Linked DNA regions of Sus scrofa: region 2 is linked to region 1. Evidence: chromatin contacts called from public Hi-C data. All regions are on one chromosome and are shown on one strand. The core of a region is the stretch at or near the end of the contact, and the rest is flanking DNA. Distances in the headings are between cores, read along the strand shown.

Region 1 (3,058 bases), core at 413-2,912:
CACTACCCTTAGCAGTTACTTAATTATGTACATGTTTTAAAATTCTTTCTTGATCCAACTGACAGATAAGCATTTCATGGACCTTAGAGAGTAATGATAAAATCATGAAACTTTAAATTTGTAATCTTACTTTAGTTCAATCCACTTTATTAAAATGAAAGAAAATAAGTAAAAGAACACTGCTGAGGAATAAGACTTCAAGATAGATTTTTTAAAATAATATTTTCACTTTTATCTGCAATGAATTGAGAATTAAAACTATTTCATAAAGTTTATGAGTAGAATTATACAACTTAGTAATGAAATGCAAATATCTCTGTTCATTAAGGCTCAACTGTTTCATCAATTTTGCACACATAGTTCAGTGGGGACTGATAATTATATTTCAATGTGAAAAAAAAGTTTATTAACTATCAGTATGAGGCAGCTAGGTGTATCCAATTATACCCATATAATGCAATTTCACAAAGTGATTTGATTTTTATTTATTACTTCATGGCCTTAATTTTACTGGATTTTATGGAGTCTGGCATATTTTCAAAGTAAATTACAAGTTATAAAAAACACTTAAATAAACATCAGAGTCCTTAAAATTAGGAATCTAATTTTAATGGTATTGTGTGTATGTGTGCAATACAACCTTCTTTAAGATTATATAAAAATTCACTGAATTTTTAAGGTTGTGTGTGCACACCATATTTGTTCATTTTATTAAATGTTTTTATAAATTTAAACCAGTTCATAGTTTTGAGCTTACTAGAGATTTTTGTTTATAAATTAGCTATGCCAGATTCCTTTTTCAACTTTATTATACATATTCCATAAAATAAACTTTACTAAAAGGAAAAATTGTAGTATCAAGACGGACCTTCAAATAAGTAGAATTTCCTCTAAAATACAATAATGATATCATTTATCGGAATTTGTAACCGGACATGCTCGTCCAACATACTCATAGTCATGTTGTTGAATGCCCGCCAATTATTCAAGGAAATTCTTTTGGGAATATTTTGTCCTTTAACAACCATACCAAGTCAGTTTTTACTAACTTATTCCTAAAGATGTAGATTTTCCTCTTTCCTTCAAACCCCAAATTAACTCTCCTAAACATACACACACATGCAAACAAAACTGGGCATATGGTTTCACACTATGGAGAGATCTGGCCTTCTCCTGAGTAACTTCTTATCTTAATTTATCATGCCTTTCATTCTGATTAGGTTACCCTTTTGTTATTTAGAGGTATATATCCTGATCTAGCTTGTTTTGTCCCATATATTCTCCATCTTTTATTCACATCTGCAATCTTTTAAACTGGTTTAATCACCCTTTTAATCAAACATACATAACCCTTCCCATTAAGAATAATCAGAAATAAAACTCTAAGTTTATTCTATTATTCCCTTCACTGCAACATTACCTTTGTCCTTTGATTTACATTGTCCTTGAGTTTTTAAATAAAGTTCTCTCCCTTTCCTTATTCCCTTCTTTCTGATTAAAAACCTGGAATTTAATTTTCAATCATACTGCTCCACTGAAGCTACCATTTGGAGGATATCTCTTAACTCCTAGTTAAATTCAAACCCACTTCTCCACCCTCATCTTAACCTTGCTTCTTTCTTTGGCTCTGCCGATTAGTTCTTTCTCTTCTACCCTCTCTTTTGGTTCTTCTCTTATTTCTCTGATCGTCATTTCTTTGTCTTGGTTTTACTTTCTCTTTCAACCCCCTTAACGTTTATTGAAGTATAAGAAAAATAAGGAACAAAAGAGCACAATTACACAGCTTCATATATTTTCACCAATTATACAGTCCAGTAAAAATAGCAGCCAGATCAAGAAGCAGAATATTGACACCATCTCAGAGGCTAGTCACTACTTCATCTCCCTCTATCCTAATAGTCAGCCCTTAACCTTACATTCTTCTCCTTTGAAAAATAACTTTTTGTGAGTTCATCATGTCTGTATTGATGAATCCCACACTACTATTTCAAGGATGGATATACTGTTTGAAATCTTTGGCTCCTCCTCTTCTAGCCCCTTGTTCAAGCAGATAGTAGGCTATAGCAATATTTTTTCAACATCTCAAATTGTTTCTTCTTTTCATTTCCATGTTACCATTGTGGTTTAGGCTAGAAGTCGGTAAATGATGACTTGCAGGCCCAATACAGCCTTCTGCCATTTTTTTCTAAATAAAAATTTTTGGAATGCAGCCATGCTCATTCATTTACATATTGTATCAAATAGTTGTCACAGAGACCATATGATCTAAAAAGTCTAAATTATTTACTACCTTACCCTTTACAGAAAAAGTTTACTAGTCCCTGGCTTAGGTCTTCTTTACTTTATATTAAACTGCTGCAGTAACTTTCTGTTTGATCGTAGTAGCTCTAGTTTCTCTCTTCTGCAACCTCTGAGTAAACAAAAGGCCTTGTTATGCCTACTCAAACACACTGCATTTTCCTCATGAATTCCTTTGCTCCATGTAAGACCAAACTTCTTTCCTGGAAATCAAAGTCTCTATTACAACAAAAATTAAGAAGTATAGGCATTAAAAAAGGGAGCAGTGGCGTACAACTGTTAGCCACACACTACTAGCTCCTTCCTCAATGCCTATACTTCGAACCACCTATATTTTAATCCCTCCACACATGATTTACTCACAGCTACATCTGCTGAAACTAAGATGGTCCTCTCTCCATTCCTTGTAAGCATTTCCCTTTTCCATCACATCCATCCCTACACTCTTCACCGTAAGCTCTACCTCACCCTCCTACAACTCCAAAGACTGTAATCTTCCCCTTTTCTGTATCCCATTACACTTGTAGGTTGAAATATAGAACCTGCCTCTGATTATCATCAATTATTTCCTCATTGGCTTGAAGCTCCCCCAAAGCAGAGCATATTACTTCTGCTTTCTAAAACTCACTGAGAACATAGTAAAAAATAAATACTGGTAGCTTTGATTTTAGGCTTCATGAATAAATTATTATCAGCAATCAGAATCCTTGCTTGAAAAAACAGTGCTACAGTCTCTGTTACCAGGGAAGACTCAGGAAAC
Region 2 (3,058 bases), core at 349-2,848, 160 kb before region 1:
CACCGCTATGCTCACCAGTATGAAGACCACGGTGGAGGAAGCATCGAAAGCCTGGGGATTGTCAGAGTAAGATGTGGAATTAAACTTGGGAATCACAGTTCCCGAGGAGGTGTTGTCGGCCTTTGACTCTGTTAGAGGAGACATGTGAAGGGTAGATGTCGTGCTCTGGGCTCCCCATCGAGGAATCTCCTCGGGAATAGATGTTGCTGAGCTGCCTTGTTCAGGGGCATGGGGTAGCTCTCCTGGCTTCTCCTGGACACTGGGTGACCACGTTCTCTTAGGTACAGCGCTGGCTGCAGTGGCTTGCGGGTGCCAGGTGGGCACCCTCGTCCCCCCAGGGCCTGGCTGTCCTTCCCCTTTGGTTACACAAGAACGTCCATCCTTCCCCAGCATGAAGCCTGCAGCACACTCGCAAGCAAAGCCTCCCAAGTCGTCTAGGCAGTCAGGGAGCTCCGAGCATTTGCCAGCTCGGAGGTACCTCCCAGGACAGGGACAGAGCACGGCCCCTGAGGGTATCCCGTCCCAGCGTGCGCCGACCCCATCCACCCTGCAGGTGGCTGTGATGGAGAGCTGTCCGGGGCAGAGCGCACTCACCTCGGTCCCAGGGGGACTGAAGTCCAGTGCTGCGCTGTACAGCTGGAAGGGCGCGCGGTAGCTCAAGTTAGAAGCGGCCCCAGGGCGCGGAGCGGGACACAAGCCCTCAAACTGATACTTGCACAGGTAGCCGTTGGCACGTCCGTGGCATCGCATCTCCTTCCAGCCTGCGGGCTCAATTCCCCCAGTGGCCTGGAGTCCTGCGCAACTCCGAGCGGTGCAAGAACGTTGGGGCTCCTCGACCCATTGCAGCGTGTCACTTTCCGACTCGCCGACGTCGTCGGGGGACAACCAGGAAAAACCCCGCAATGGCTCATTCTCCAGGGTGCAGTGGGATCGTCTGCGCTCCAACGCCACCCAGAAAAGAAGGTCTTTGGAGCCCCCTCCAGGTCCAGGGCCCGCTCGCAGGAGCGTGAGAACCGCACGGAGCTCGGCGCCCCCGCGCACCGTGCTGAGTACCCCGCCCCGTAGGTTGCAGGCCTCCTCGGCCATCTGGCGCTTGAAGGTAGCATGGTGCAGGCTGTAGCAGGCTCCCGAAGCCAAGCAGACCGCGCGATCGGCAGTGGGGTGCTCACCACCGCCGGGCCGGGGCCAGAACGCCTGCCAGAAGAGGCACAGGGCGAGGGTTGGCCTCATCTTGGAGGCCCAGCTCCTACAGCTGCTCCCAGCTTGGATCTGTCCCGCCCGAGGGCTTGGAGCTGTCCCTAGAGCTTGGTCACCGCCCCCCACAGCTGGCTTTCCCCCGCACCCCGCCTCATCCTACTCCCTCCCGGCCCCTCAACCGCCAAGAATCCCCGCCAGGGTCCTGGCGGCAAACGGCTTCCCTTGGGCCGGGACAGGAAATGTGTCCTGAGTTCTGCCAGGCCCCGTGCAGCCCTAATTTATTCTGGGGTCAGGAACACAGCTGGCGCCAGGGCACGGGGAACGAAGTCCTCCACCAGAAGGTCAAACACCCTGCGTAGAGCAGGAGAAAAAGAAACTTTCGCCACTGGGAAGAAGTGTATCCCTCCCCCCAGAGAGTTTCAGAACCTCGGATCTCTGAATACTTTAGCCTAATAGCGAACACTGGCAGGAAGGGCTGGAGAAGAGGAACTTGCTGACCGCCCACGCCCGCCCATTGTGTTTGGTCCAAAGCCATGGAGTTGGCCGCACAATTTGTAGACGGGTCCAGCCTTTGTCCTGTACTGTGGAGGAAATAAATGTTGTGAGACTTATAAACATCTCTCCTCACTACCAGAGGCAGCGCTATGTAGCTGCCAGAGTCTTCCCAGCTCTGCTTCTCTGTGCTGTCGAGGGAGATTCAGGCGTACTAATTGCTAGTCAAAAGAATTTAGGAGTTCCTTTTGGGTATATAAAGGGGAAAGCCTGCTTCTTTGCCAACGCTTGCCTTATATTTCTTTCTCTTTGAAATGGCCCTATTGGTTCATTCAGGAAAGGAAATGTATTTCTAGGCCTAAATGAAAAATAATGGCCATAGACCTTAAATTATGTTGTTTGGTTTCCTGACTGCTATATTGGCTGAGAATTTCTTCAAGCTTATAGGTTATATATAAATGATACTGTGACCTGTTTGAGAATAACTACCCAATGTGTAGATTTTATCCTTGAACTATTTTAATATTTTCTCCTATGCTTATGTGCCAATATTTGTAGCAGTAAGTTGTAAAAGTCCCCTCTAAGGGAAATGAGAGCTAAAAATCCTTAAGAAATTAAAATATTATAATTTGTATTGCATACTGTAAGAAAAATGCTCTGCTGCTTAAAAATAAGTGAGCCATTTTCTTCAGTGTTCCAATGAGTGTTTTTAGTATAAACACTTCAATGCAACTGAAAGTAGCAAGGAATTAAAATCAAGTAAAGGAAGGAACGTCAAACCACACTATCTGTGAAAGGTTTTCTTGCAATTTAGACACTGTGCATTATTTTAGAAAATCTATTATCTCTCTCGGTTCACAGTGACCAGATAAGTTGCAATCAGAAATACATAAGGAGTTTCAACTAAACCCTCTTCACTATCCATGCTGCTTGAAAGTTGCCACTCTGTGGGTAATGCCCACCATGCTGCTTTTAAACTCACTTGTTCCGGATTGGATTGTTCTGGGTAGTGAGGAGGGGTAGGAAGGAAGTTTTCAGGATCACATCTGTGTGCTCCTACCCCATTTTAACCACTGCTTTCTCTCTCCTCTTGCAAATTCTACATATCTTAACAAATGATAGTAAACACCAAGGATAATCATCATGCTTACTTTGCTTTTGCTGACTGTGGAGTTTTGCAGCAGGTGTTCTCTCCTACCCCTGCTGTTTCCCAATTTGAAGGACAGGAGTTCCCGTCGTGGCGCAGAGGTTAACGAATCCGACTAGGAACCATGAGGTTGCGGGTTCGGTCCCTGCCCTTGCTCAGTGGGTTAACGATCCGGCGTTGCCGTGAGCTGTGGTGTAGGTTGCAGACGCGGCTCGGATCCAG

Evidence for each region. A called contact is a pair of places that touch in the nucleus more often than the background predicts.
Region 2: a Hi-C map of retroperitoneal adipose tissue shows a contact between it and region 1, with 2.5 times the contacts expected there. The contact joins the promoter of CLEC14A here to the enhancer-like site in region 1. A contact is called at or near these places in 1 of 5 promoter capture datasets (fetal liver), 2 of 47 Hi-C or Micro-C datasets (heart right ventricle and retroperitoneal adipose tissue) and 1 of 2 datasets of contacts at active chromatin or transcription factors (skeletal muscle).

The regions. Positions count from the first base shown.
Region 1 is chr7:61,661,960-61,665,017 of Sscrofa11.1, reverse strand. No RefSeq gene overlaps it. Among named protein-coding and RNA genes, the nearest start is that of CLEC14A, 160 kb to the left of the region's middle. Within about 2 kb of position 1,662, at least 3 of the 83 cell types and tissues checked have an H3K27ac peak or open chromatin away from gene starts, as enhancers often do. A contact at or near this core is called in retroperitoneal adipose tissue, where this site is marked.
Region 2 is chr7:61,824,228-61,827,285 of Sscrofa11.1, reverse strand. It overlaps CLEC14A (C-type lectin domain family 14 member A), which reads right to left and starts at 1,598. Exons shown (of 1, transcript XM_005666193.3): 1 at 1-1,598. The coding sequence starts at 1,230.